Regions from separate parts of the Macaca mulatta genome. Here region 1 is linked to region 2. A link is a contact called in public Hi-C data. All regions are on one chromosome and are shown on one strand. Each heading gives the region's core, a stretch centred on a gene start, on an enhancer-like site or on the middle of the called end of the contact. The rest is flanking DNA. Distances are from core to core; before and after follow the strand shown. Region 1 overlaps LOC106998392 (a long non-coding RNA gene). Region 2 holds the start of PDGFRA (platelet derived growth factor receptor alpha).

The links. Hi-C and Micro-C count contacts between places; a contact is called where the count stands out from the background.
Region 1: a contact with region 2 is called in a Hi-C map of fetal cortex germinal zone, with 2.9 times the contacts expected there. The contact joins the enhancer-like site here to the promoter of PDGFRA in region 2. A contact is called at or near these places in 4 of 14 Hi-C or Micro-C datasets (cortical neurons, fetal cortex germinal zone, fibroblasts and 1 more).

The regions. Positions count from the first base shown.
Region 1 is chr5:79,797,320-79,804,374 of T2T-MMU8v2.0, forward strand. The region is part of intron 1 of LOC106998392 (a long non-coding RNA gene); the gene reads right to left. Among named protein-coding and RNA genes, the nearest start is that of LNX1, 56 kb to the right of the region's middle. Within about 2 kb of position 4,607, at least 12 of the 40 cell types and tissues checked have an H3K27ac peak or open chromatin away from gene starts, as enhancers often do.
Region 2 is chr5:79,264,389-79,271,300 of T2T-MMU8v2.0, forward strand. It overlaps PDGFRA (platelet derived growth factor receptor alpha), which reads right to left and starts at 2,095. Exons shown (of 23, transcript XM_015138691.3): 1 at 1,926-2,095.

The sequences.
Region 1 (7,055 bases), core at 3,357-5,856, 540 kb after region 2:
TTTTCCACATTCCATAATTGTCTTGATCACAGAAGTTTATTCAATGAAATTATACCAAGGGCTGCCCTAGATTTGAACTTAGCCCAGTCCGAGACCCCACAGGCAGCTAGATGAGTTAGGTGAACAGAAGCTCCAAATATTTGTGCAAGATTCTCCTTTCACTGCATCTCTTTCCCAGCCAGAGCCCTCAAAACTTGTCACTAATAACTCCCCTAAGTTATAGGTTTCTCTGACACAGAATCTATCTCCAAAGACCATGAGCATGAGCGCCACCTGGTGTGTGCAAGGTCAGCGGAATTGCCCACTTCCCTCCCGCTCCCAGAGCCAGGGCTACCTGTGGAATCTACAGACCTGTCTAACCATGGAATTGCCATGTGGAGCCAAGATCATGCTCTGCTGATGGAAGCAAGATGCATGATCCTGGGCAACCCACAAAACCCAAGACACCACCTTGCAAAAGCTGTGTTCTGGCTCAGAGCTTTTGAATAGGCAACCATCTGTTAACACACAAGTTTCTGAATTATACACAGGGCTACCTGCTTGGCTGATTGTATTTTACCCTTTAGCTTGGAAATCTTGTTTAACACAGCTCCCTCTACTGGGCTATTGGTTACTCTGAAGCTTTTGGTGTCCCAATTTAGGAGAAAAGAACCAGTCCAGTTCGCTGTTGAGAAACCAGCTGATAGAATGAAGGTGAAAACGGCATTGTCTGATGCGAGAATATTAAGGGCTGTATACATGGGGCCCTCTGGGTTTCTGCCAATCCTGCTTGGGTGTTTCCCTACCTTAGGTCCCTTTTGGCATCTTAGTAATCCGTCTTCTGAGAAAAAAAGGGGCAGTAATCCTGACCTGCCTTCTAAGGGTTCCAGGATAATACGGTTGCAGCATATTCTTCTAGGGAAACATACGATCCCAAGTTCAGCTCCACAGGAAGTCAAGCATGAGAAACAACAGGGCAAAGGTGTTCCTGAAAGCCAAGCCAGAACACATTGACAGAAGGGCCCCTTCCAAAATAAAGACAGCCCGAGAGGACAGCAGGCAGCCAGGCAGAGTCTTATCTGGGACATCAGTGGGTGTTCCGGGCTCAGACCAAAGGATGTTCATGACCTTCGTAGAACTGCCGTAGACTCTGAAAAAGGGACCATACAGATTTTCTGTTTTCATCTTAGATGTTCTGTTTCCTCTCTTGCTGCAGCGCGGGTTCAGAAGGAAGCTTTCAAGCAGGGAGTGAGGCAGGGAATGAGGCAGGGAAGTCCCTGAAAATGTGCCTCCTCTCTCTGCAAAGCTTAGCACATGGGATGTAGATGACTCCCAGCCAGGCAGAGAGGTGAGTCCATCCCTGTCACACACATAAATATCATGTATGATGGGATTCAAGGGAGTCCAATAAACAGTACATTTTGTCCGTGTTACAGGAATCAGGCAAATGAAGATCAAAATCGACAATATTGATAAAAGTCAGGCTGGAGAATGTGGCTTTCAATATCTTAGCTAGGTGGACATTTCAATATCTTCTCTTGAACTAAACTCATTCACTGGGCTACAAGCAGCACCTTCCTGGCCATGGCCAACTTCTGTAAAGTTTAGGACACAGAGCAGTAGAAGGAAATTATCTCTACCAGGGAAAAACCAGAGCCACTCTCTCCTAGCTCCCTCTCCTGAACTAACTCTCCAATCAGATAAGCCATTCCTCGTCTCCTAGGGAGATGGGTCAAAGAGGTAAACAGTGACCAGTTTCCTTTAGTGGAGATCTTTTCACAGGGAAGGAAGCTCAAGAGAAGGAAATAAGCATCCTCCAGCAATCTCCTCTGGAATTCTCTATGGACATTCACCCTCCTTCCTTCTGCACAGGAACAGGTGGGCACTCACACTGCCTCAGCACCTGGCAGGCCGACCAGCTCAGGGCCTTTCCAAGCCTGCAGTTTACATTCATAGCTGGCCTTGTCATCCTGCACCATAACTATCTTCTTCTCTCTCCCCCACATTACAGTACGAACTCCTGAAAGGCTGGGACCATATTCCATTCCTTTTAAAATTCATTTCTGTAACCCCGGTGCCTAGTATTAGCACATAGTGGATGCTCATGAAATGTTTCTGGATTGAACGGATGGATGAATAAAACAAGTGAATAGACAATAAAACCAGGGGAACCTCGCAGGAGTAGGACTTTTTTCTAGAGATAAAGGAAGGCTTTGACTTGGTCTAAAGTGAAAGCCAACTCCACCCTGGGGGCATCATTTGAGAGCCAGCCTCACAGTAACCCCCAGAGTGAAGAGAATGCAGATCTGAGCTAAACTCCTCAGCATGCCAGAGCTAAACTCCTCAGCATGCCAGGGTCTCCCAAGCTCCATTAGCCCCTTGCTGGGTCAACACAGCCTGGTTCCGGCCCCTTGCCTAAGCGTGGGCCTTTTTGAAGGATCCTCTTGTTCCGCAGATCCTCAAAGCTCTCCACATCACTTCCGCTCCTTCCCATCTTCCCCCCTGTAAGTTGATAGGACTTCTAGCTCCATTCAACCCAGCAATCTCATTACTGGGCTTGCTCAAAGGAAAATATGCCCAAAAGAAAACATGCCCAAAGAAAAAAAATCATTCTACCAAAAAGACACATGCACTTATATGTTCATTGCTGTACTATTCACAATAACAAAGACATGGAACCAACCCATGTGCCCAACAGTGGTAAGACTGGATAAAGAAAGTGTGGTAATACACACATTTGGAATACTATGCAGCCATAAAAAAGAATGAAATCATGTCCTTTGCAGCAACATGGATGCAGCTGGAGGCCATAATCTTAAGCAAATTAATGTAGAAACAGAAAACCAAATACCACATGTTCTCACTTTTAAATGGGAGCTAAACACTGAGCACACATGGACATAAATATGGGAACAATGGATGCTGTAGACTATTAGACAGTGGGGGATGGGGGGGCAGCAATCAACTATTTATCAGGTACTATGCTCACTACATAAGTGACATGATCCATACTCCAAACCTGAGTCTCATGCAATATTCCCATGTAACAAACCTGCACATGTACCTCTGGTATCTAAAATAAAAGTTGAAATTAAAAAAAAAAATTAAATTAAAGAATTTCTAGTTCCAGGCCGGCCATCTGGTTTGAGGATCTCCAGCCCAGAGAAACACAAAGTCCTCTCACAACCAAAGTACAACTGTTGATACAATAGGAGCTAAATATTCACATAGTATACATCATATGTTTTTGGTTTTTTGGTCTGATATAGTCTCAAATAGCAACTTGCCCAGAAAACATAGTCATTAAATACTGATTGGATAATTAATTGATCAATGACATGTTTAATGACATTGACCACGGATACAAAAGCATGGCCTTTGAATAGAAGAAAGACCATGGAAAGGAGGAGATGTGTGTCCTGCCATCTTTTTCACCGGACATGGAATGCAGAGGTTGAGACACAAATACTAGACTGACTGTTCCACCTCTGCCACGTCTTTGACAAGCTCTATAATTTTTCCAAACTACAGTTTGCCCTTCTGTCAGCTGGAGATAATTATTGTACCAATCTCATAATACTGTTCAATATGAAATAAAATAAAACACATAACATGCTTAGCCTTGTATCAGGCACATAGTAAGTAGTTGACATAAATACGTTTTTATTGCTAGTGTTGTTTTTGTTATTTTTGTGAGTTAAGATCCTGGGGAAGTGTGGGAGGTCAAAGGGAAAAGATGATAATAGCTTCCAGTGGCCCATGTTGAGTGGCAAGGCCCAGAGTGACCCCGTGCTGTGGCACGGATCTGTGACTCTCCAGATGTTCACGAAGGAATGGTTTTCTGCAGAATGAAGGAGCCGAAGTGCAAATGGGGTCAGGGAATTTTATAGGAGCTTGGAGGAAGAGTCAAGACTAGAGTGTTCAGTCGTTACATCAAGTGAAAATAGAGACCCTGACGAAGAACTCGTGCCCTTACCTGGAGAGTTTGCCCTTAAGAAAGAGAGAGACAGAGACAGAGAGAGAGAGAGAGAGAGAGAGAGAGAGAGAGAGAGAGAGAGAGAGAGAGAGAGACACGCAGGCACACACAGAGAGAGACACAGACACAGAGAAAAAGCACCATCCCTCTTGTGCCGGCTGCTGACCAAACTCCACTGTACCTCAGCCCAGCTTCCTGCCTCCCTGGGGAGGGGAGGCTTCCTGCCTCCCTGGGGAGGGGAGACATGTCCCTTGGCCAGTAGCCATCAAAAGTCTTAGAAGGATGCTTTGTGTCTGACCCGCCAGGGAAAGCAAACGAGCCCCGCTTTATGTTCCCCAGGGAACTGGCCTCTTAGGGACACTGGCGAGAGGTGTCTGCACATGTGGTCAATGGAGGGAAGCAGCTAGCACACAAGGGGACCAAGAGGGATGGCGGAGAAACTGCACAGTGGTAGGGGGAAGTCCGCAGGCTATTTTAGGCCAGGCTCAGAACTGGAGTCAATGGAGGTTTTGTTTATGTAACATCTGCAGAAGGCCCTTCGGAGCAAATAACCCCGGGTCTCCAGGCCAGGGCTGCAGCGAGCAGGGGTGGGGCCGCGAGCTTCCTGTTGTTCTTGGCACGGCTGCCCAGCTGTCTGCGTGGCTCCTCTCAGAGACTTTTGCCGCCTCACTGTTTGCTCCCTACCATGCTCTTTTCCTAGGGGCGAGTAAACAAAGTGCAAGAAGGAGTGCAGGCAGAGCCGTTCCTCAGAGAGGTGGCTCGAGCACTGTGCCCCAGAGAGTTGCCTTCCAGACCCCACGGCTCCCCGGCCACCCCGCAGCCTCGGGAGACCCCAGAGCATCCTTTCTGCACATCCCCTTAGCTGAGCGGCTTCGCTGTCAGTTTCAGTGTGGTAGGGAAAGGGGCCTGGCTCTCAGCTCTGCCTGGTACAGGTCTGAACCCAGAGCTGCGTTTAGCAGTTGCTTAATCTTGTGCTAATTGCTCAGTCCCCATTATTTATTACAGGGAGAAACATACATATGTAAGAGATAAATAATGTATGTTAATTTCCTTTCTACCAGGCCTGTTTGAAGGCATGAAGACTATGTTATGTTTTTGAAACACAGATTCCATTGGGAAAGATGGGAATAAGAAGGCCTTTTTCAAGTTTAGGAAAATTTATATGCACAAGAATGCACAAATCTGGAACTGACAGTTTGACAAACTTGTTCACCTGTGTATCCAACCACGTAACTACTACCCTGATCAAGATGCAGAATGTATCCATCGCCCTTATGTGGAAAGCTCCTTTATGTCTCTTTCTGGTTAATAACATGCTTACCCCTACTTTTGTTAGTCTGCCAGGGTGGCCATAACAAAATACCAAAGACTGGGTGATTTCAATAACAAAAATCAGTTTCTCACAGTTTTGGAAACTGGATGTCCAAGATCAGGGGGCTAGAATCGCTGGTGAGGGCCCTCTTCCTGGCTTGCAGATGGCTGCTTTCTCAGTAGGTGCTCACATGGCCACTACTTTGTGCACCTGGAGGGAAAGAGCAAGCGCTCTGGTGTCTTTCCTGAAAGGACACAAATTCTGTCAGATCAGGGCCCTCACTTTGTGACCTCATTTAACCTTAATTACTTCCATAAAGGTCTCATCTCCAAATATATTCACACTGGGGCTACAGGCCTCAGCATACGAATATGGAGGGGACAGGATTTGGTCCATAGCACTACCACGGTGCCTTCCTTCCCCAGTGATGTGGTTTGGCTATGTTCCCACCCAAATGTCCACTTGAATTGTATCTCCCAGAATTCCCATGTGTCATGGGAGGGACCCACGGGGAAGTAATTGAATCATGGGGGCTGGTCTTTCCCATGCTATTCTCATAATAGTAAGTAAGTCACATGAGATCTGATGGGTTTATCAGAGGTTTCCGCTTTTGCTTCTTCCTCATTTTTCTCTTGCCACTGCCATGTAAGAAGTGCCTTTTGCCTCCCGCCATGGTTCTGAGGCCTCCCCAGCCATGTGGAACTGTAAGTCCAATTAAACCTCTTTTTCTTCCCAGTCTCAAGTATGTCTTTATCAGCAGTGTGAAAACAGACTAATACAGTAAATTGGTTCCTGTACAGTGGGGCATTGCTGAAAAGATAGCTGAAAATGTGGAAGCGACTTTGGAACTGGGTGACAGGCAGAGTTTGGAACAGTTTGGAGGCCTCAGAAGAAGACAGGAAAATGTGGGAAAGTTTGGAATTTCCTAGAGACTTGCTGAATGGCTTTGACAAAAATGCTAATAGTGATAAGAACAATAAGGTCCAGGCTGAGGTGGTCTTAGATGGAGATGGGGAACTTGTTGGGAACTGGAGCAAAGGTGACTTTTGTTAGTTTTAGCAAAAAGATTGGTGGCATTTAGCCCCTGCCCTAGAGATCTGTGGAACTTTGAGCTTGAGAGAGATGATTTAGGGTGCCTGGGAGAAGAAATTTCTAAGCAGTAAAGCATTCAAAAGGTGACTTGGGTGTTATTAAAAGCATTCCATTTTAAAAGGAAAACAGAGCATGTAAGTTCAAAACATTTGCAGCCTAATGATGTAGTAGAGAAGAAAAACCCATTTTTTGAGGAGAAATTCAAGCCAGCTGCAGAAATTTGCATAAGTAGCAAGGAGTCTAACATTAATCCCCAAGATCATGGGGTAAATGTCACCTTCACAGCAGCCCCTCCCATCACAGGCCCAGAGTCCCAGGAGGAAAAAGGGGTCTCATGGGCCAGTCCCAGGGTCCCTGTGCTGTGTGCAGCCTAGAAACTTGGTGCTCTGTGTCCCATCTGCTCCAGACATGGCTGAAAGGGGCCAACATAGAGCTTGGGCTGTGGCTTCAGAGTGTGCAAACCCCGAGCCTTGGCAGCTTCCACATGGTGCTGAGCCTGCAGTCCACAGAAGTCAAGAATTGAGGTTTGGGAATCTCCACCTAGATTTCAGAAGATGTATAGAAATGCCTGGATGCCCAGACAAAAGTTTGCTGCAGGAGAGGGGCCTCATGAAGAACCTCTCCTAGGGAAGTGCAGAAGGGAAATGGGGGGTCGGAGCCCCCACACAGAGTCCCTACTGGGGCACCACCTAGTGG
Region 2 (6,912 bases), core at 845-3,344:
GCGGCGAGGCGAGTCGGTCCAAAACATTGAGCAATTCGGCCTCGGAGCCAAAAAGCCATTTCCCACACCGCCCAGCCCGGGGCTTTTCGGACGTGGGGCGGTCGGGACCTGATAGGGGTCCCATCCATGCTTGCCTCCCACCCAGGGAGATGGAGTGAGTGGCAAGTTCTTCCAGGCACTCTTTGCGCACATCCTGAGGTCTTAGCAGAACTGGGGGAGCGAAGTGCGGGACCGGCCCTCTGGCTGCAGGAGGGATGCACAACGGACAGCCGGCCTGGGCAGCAAGTCCCTCCCGACCAAGACTCGAGGCCAGGTCACCGACAGTTCCCGCACACCTGGCCCGGCCCCGGCTCCTGGCTTCCTCCCGCAACCGGACTGGGGTCGGGCCACACTCCTTGTCGCTCCGAACTGGCCGTCACCCTCTCGGAATAGAACAGCTGATCCCACATATTCAGAGTCAAACGGACGCAGCCCGCTCCCCGGACGCAGCCGGGCGGAGCTAATCGTGTATAAACCTTGTTTCCATGGGGGTAGACAGCAGAGGAAGGAGAAGTACGCACAGACGGCTCTGAACCCGGCAGGGAGAAGAATGGAGAAAAAGGGCGACTAGAGAGGACCGAGCAGCGCTGGGCGAGCGCAGACGGCAAGTGCCGTGCACCCCCGCGCGGAGAGGGGCGCCGGGTAGGGGGTGCCCAGGGCTCAGTTGCCCGGAGGGAGAATGTGGTTTACCTCCCACCTTTCTCTTACCTGCAAACAAATTTCCCCAGTTCCAAGTGGTCCCTAACTTACAAGAAGTTCGACACTTTCCTGGAGACCTTTCCTCTCTTCCTGCCTGAGGCCAGAACTGAGCGGCAGCAGAGCCCCGGGCAATGCAGAAACGGTTCCACCGAGGAGGGGGCGCAGGGAGACGGGCGGGGGCGGGGGCCACGGCGCACAATGAGGACCCCTTGGTGTGCGGTTCGAAATTCCTCAAATCCCAGTTGCTGGAATGCGAGGCGACATCGACTTCTTCACTCAGGGCCAAATGTGTTTGTCATTATTCCAGACCGCCCGCCCGCGCCGCCGCTGTCGCCCCCGCGCTAGGGCGTGCAACCCGAGCGTACAGCCGAGCAGGCACCCGCTCTCCCTAGCACCTCACTGACCCGACAAACCCCTCCAGAGCGCCCCAAACCCTTGCCCACGCCCGCGCCCCTCTGCTTGTCCCGCAGCCGCGTCACCGCTGCGCCAAATCTGGCCCGGACTCTCACCCAGAGCAGCGCCGTCCAGTAATTACGCGCATTCGACCGGCTCCATGTGCTGCAGGCCAGCACGGAGGTCCGGTCTCCAGCCGAGCCCTGCCCGCCTCCTGCGACCAGCAACCCCTTCCCGCGCCCCCCTCCGCGCTCCCCTCTCCCCACCTCCCCTGGTCCCCCAGCCGCGCTCCACACCACGGGCTGCAGCGCTGTCCCGCCAAACCGCAGGCGAGGAATGAAAACACTCATTTAAAACCTGTCGCCTTCCAGGACCCACTGCCAAGAAGAGGGCAAACACCTCTGCCTCCACCCCCAGTTCCTTGGTGTTCGGCCCAGTATTCATGAACACCACCCCCACTCCCAAAAGAAACCTCAAAAATGTAAGCCTAAACAATTTCTTTGGGAGGCCATAGGGTTGTTAGAAAAACATTGTTTTTTAAAAATAGGTCTGGAAAATGTGTGTTTAAAAAAAAATCCCTAGACTTTCTAATTCTATGGTTATCTCCCACCCATCCCCAAGTGAAGTTTATTCCGAAAAAAAAAAAAAAATTCCTCTCTGGACACACATTTGGAATCCAGCTCCATTTTTTTTTCTTGTCGCCCAAAGTTTGAAGTTACTTCCCTTTCTCCAGTCCCAGAGTCTGATCAGGGACTTCTCTTATAAACAAAAAATCATTTTTTCTTCTTCCTTACCTTCTCCTATGTTATTCCGCAATGAATGTCCCACACATGGAGTAAAGAGTGTGTCCACGGCCTCCAATGATCTGTTGTAGTCTCCTCCTCTGTTTCTCTCCCTGTAGCTCCAACAGTAACGGGCTCAAAAACCGCGTTTTGTAATTGATTCAATGTTATAGTCCATCCTTCTAAAACTAATCATTTGCTCTAAGTAAATAGCTGTCAGGAAATAAGCCCCCCCCCGAACCTTGGTCTCTTCAAAATAAAAGTTTCGCTCAAACTCCCCTGCGCTCTGAAGCTCCCAGTCTCCAGATTGCGCCTTCGCTTTTTGCTCTTACGCAATCAGGGGGTCCAGTCCCAACCCCCAGACTTCGACAACAACTGGGGGGGCGGGGAGAAGCCGACCAGATGGGATGGGGGGGTGGAAGGGGGAGGTGTTGGTGCTCTGCCGGGAAAGCGGTTTTGTGAAACTACAAACAGCCCATCATTTCCAGAATGAGTTTGCCTCCCCATTTTGGGGTTATTTTCTTAGACTGCTATAGTTTTGTGTTCTCTTTGAAAACAAGAAAAGGAACATACAAAATTGCATTTAATACCCAGAGAGAATATAAATCTAGAATCAAGAAACGTCCCTTCTACAAACTCGGCCCAACTAGAAATAGGGCCCTCGGGAGAAATCTCCAAGCGGTTGCGCGGTTTTGAACTAAGGGTCTTTTAGGGGAAGGGCTAAGGGCTATATAGTTGCTAGTTCTTTAACGGGATTAGGCAAACTGTTGAGTCCAATATGACAACGATGAGTTTTTGTTTTGTGTGTGGGGTGGGTGTGTGTGTGTGTGTGTGTGCAAGACTGGGTGGAGTCTGAAATAGGGTACAAAGAAAAGAGGGTCTGTGTAGGTTTGGAACATTCTCCGATAGAACGACCTTTACTCCCTTTAAGTCACTTATCTGGTCGTGCCTTTGTTTTGGGGGTTATCTGGGCGAGGTTGCCCTGGCTTCTAACTCGCATACAAAAAAGTTCAAGCTTGGGCGTTTGGGGAATCGTCCCGCCGCCTCCGCATCGTGGGAGAGGGTGCCTTTTGATTCTCCCTCCGTTCCCTCCCGCCGAGTGGGTCGAACCCTACGAATGCTTCGGAGTTGACAGCTGAGCCCCAAACCCTGCGCCCAAGGCGCGAGGCCAGTGTCGGGAGGAAACGATCCTGCCGGCGAGGGAAAGGGGGCGCTGATGCTCCAGAAACCAGACCTGGGCAGAGTGGGGCTTCCCAGCGACAGCGGGGGATGGGAGCGCGTTCACCTTTCTCGCTCTCTGATTTTTGAATTCTCTTGTTGGGGTTGGGGGTCATCCTTCATCCTTCTCCCTCAACCCCACCCCCACACAAGCACTCTGAAAATGGCCAAGGTGGCCAGGTTGGGACTGGCACGTCCAACAGCCGTCTCCTCCTTCACCAGGAGTGGACACAGTGCAGTGGACAGAGGAGAGTCACAGAGAAGTACTCCAACGGGCGCGGTGCTGTGTCTAATTAGGACAGGATCTTGGGGTATCAGCCTCGGAAATAGGGCGCCTGGGGCTGCGCTGGGGGCCCCATTGCCCCAGCTCTTCTACGCGACCTGCTCTCGTGCATCTTCAGCTCGGGTGACTGCACAGCTCGCTATTACTTCCACATGTTCCTTCAGGAAATCATTGAAGGCAAATATATGAACAGCCCCTTGTTCGGAATGCTAACAGGATACCGTAATGTTTGTAGAAAATGAGCGGGACAAACGATTCCCCCCAAAAATCAGAGTGCGGAATAAAAGGCAAACGCGGCTGCTGGGCTTCTTGCTGTTAAGTTGAGAACTGGGTTTTTAGGCGAGTTGCCCCAGAGGGTAGGACGCGAGACAGAGAGCCTACCCAGAAGGACTGCTTTGTTTCGGCGACACTGCTAGCCCGGTCAAGCCAGGGTCTTCCGTCCGCAGGGCCCCAGCGCTCTCCGCCCACAAATGGTAACTTCACAGTTCATTTCAGAGCAGTTTAATGGGGCCCGAAAAGCAGCCCGGGCGGGAGTGGCTCCAGGCAGCGACTCCTCAGGAGTTTAAAGCAGAAAGCAATGGATGAGCAAGCGAGCACCCAGTTGTCCTTCTGGTAGTAATTACCTGCCTAATTTGAATGATGCCTTTGTTATGACCATTAACAAACATTTGTTAAAGGTTTCCATGTGTGACATTCTGGAAGGTTTAAAGGCCTGAGGAGCTGACTCCGGGGATAGTGCCCCGGTGGGGGGTGGCGCAAGAAAGCAAATGGTTGGGGGAAGATTTCGCGGAGAGACTGTGCAAAGAAGAGAGGTCAACATCTGCCTCCTCTGCAAAACAAAATAAACCCAGTGGTCAGGAGCAACCTCCGGACAGGAGACCCTCGAACCGAGGCGGTTGGTTCCTTAAACCGAGTCCTGCCCCTACAGCCCCCGCCCCTACCACTGCTCATAGGCGGGTTTGAATCCTGTTTTCCGCCTTCTAAGGCTGGTACGAGGCTGGTTCGGGAGAAGTCGGGTCTGCGCCCGGCAGTCAGTCCGGAGCGTCGGGTGAAGGCGGGGCGAGTTCTTGCCGCGTTCTCCCAGTGTTTGTTCTAAGATCCTTCCAGATTGGTCCCTCGACGCCCTGGGTCCGGGATGGCCCCGGAACCGCAGGGGGCCAGAAAGCTTGCCCTCCTGAGGCGGGCTGCGGGTCTTTTCTCCCCTTCCTGTGCTTCTGACTGGGCGCCGTGCGGGAGGTGGGAGGAGGGTACCAGGCCATCACGTGTACCCGGAGAGGAGCGACCTGCACCGGCCTGGGCAGCTCTGCGCAGATCTCAACCCGCGCCCGGATTCTAATTTTCAGCCTCTTGGGGTTTTTTGTTTTGTTTTTTCCTTAAGGGATTATCAAGGGGTTAAGAATGTGGGTTTTCTCCCCAAACGGGGAGTCGGGGAGGCTGCGTGCGGAGAGGAAGGAGGCTCAACTCCCGAATTGAGCCGGGCCGGGAAGTTAGGAGAAAAGGGTAGGGACTGTGACAGTTCTGTCCTCGGCCTTGCGCATCTACGCCAGCAGGCGACATGAAATTGGGAGCAAGGGCATAAAAAGGTGCAGTCGATGAGCTCACCTTCAAAAAGAGGGCCTCGTAAACTTTTTACAACCAGATCAAAACGGTCACTATAAACAAAAGCAAAATCTCGCCGTGCCTTGCCCTGCCTCCAGGGCCCGTTCTCCCGGCCCCAACTCCCGGGCGAGGGCGGCCGCAGCTCCGAGGGCCACACCTTTGGCTTTGAGGGCGCTTCCCGCTGAGTTGGCTTTTTGTGTCTTCTCCTCCACTGCTCTCCAGCCCCACCCCCAATTGTACTTTCCTCGAAGAATTCAAGTCCGTTTGCTCTAGAAGCCTTACGAATGTAACAGTTATCAAAGCCGTTAGTTGTGAAAATCACGTTTAAACTTGTGAATTATTTTTTTCAAATGGTGATGGGCGGGGCAAGGGAACAGAGGATGTTTCTGGCTTCACAGTTTGAAAACGAAGGGCCCGTTTGGTGGTTTGCAAAAGAAAATGGTGCGAACTGCTCCTTCCCTCACCCCCTTTAACCCTTGGCTGCATCTGGAATAGCCCCCTCCCTGGGTCCAGCGCGGAAGGGTCCTTTGCCCGGAGGTAGTGGAGGCGACGCACAGATGTGAGGGATCCTCGCAGAGAGAGGGACGCCCTGGCCTCGGGTCTGCCCCAGCTGAGGCTTGTAAGCTAGCTCTAAGGAGTCTCTTTGCACGCTCAGAATTCAGAACGGCACAAGTCTTGAAAAAGGAGGAATTCTACAAAAAGATCGAGATGGGTCTGTGCAGCTTGAGGTGAAAGTTACCCTCCCCAGGACTCCGCACCCACCTCCTCTTCTCTGTGGTTGTTGGCTGGATCTCAAGGTGCAGCCTCTCTTCTGGGTTTGAGGGGCTCGCTCTCCAAGGAGAAGTAGAAGCAGAGGGTTCCTAACACCACAGCTTGTTTACGGACCTGAGGACAAGAACTTGTTTCCTGGTCCAGTCCAGCCCGGTGGGCCATACACTCCTTAGAGGCTGGGACAGACTGGTAGGACTGGAACCCTCTGGATCTGGCTTTTGGATACCCCTTCCCTCGCGAGAGAGCCCCCTTCCTCGGTTTAAACATGTTGTTGTGCCTCCGCCCTCTCCTGCTCCTTAGGTCTTTCCTTTTAGTTGCTTTTAATTTGAAAAACCATGTGAGGGGAGGGGGAGGGAACGAGGAGATTGGGAGGTCTGCTCTTTATTAGGGGCCCAGGCCTCCAGCTTTCCAACACACAGCTGTGGCTGGGAGGGGAAGGAGGGCTGGCTCTGTGGAGATCAGCCTCACTGAAGAGAGGGCCTTGTCCTCTGGAAGTCCCAGCAGTCCAGCACAGCTCTGTGATTTTTTTTATTATTATTATTATTTATTATTTTTAAGTCTTCAGCAGAGACACTGCAGTGGAAAACCAGTGGAACCTCGACTCTTTGCGCATCCATTAAAAGGGGGATAATTGACCAGGCAAGGTGGCTCACGACTGTAACCCTAACACTTTAGGAGGCCAAGGTGGGAGGATCACCTGAGCCCAGGAGTTTAAGACCAGCCTGGGCAACATAGTGAGCCCCCATCTTTATTTAAAATAACAGCAATGACAACAATTGGAATAATCATGCACAACCTATAGGGTTGTCCTAGTGGTTCATATGCATACTTAAGATGTACAAGGCCGTGTGTCAAGGGCTGAGGATACAGCCCTTTCCTCCTAGATTTTATGGACTAGTGGAGCAATCAATTAGACATAAAGTTGCAACTTAGCGTTCTAAGCAATGTTGGAGGGAGACAATGAAGTCAGCCACAGGAGGAGCCTAACCCAATCTGGGAGGTGGGAGAGGGCTTCTTTCAGGGAAGGCTTCTCTGCAAATCTAAGAGGAGTAAGAATGTAGTTGGGGAGCAACCTCATTGCATGGGCCGGGAGGTGAGAGAGAACATGAGATAATCAGAAGTGAAAGG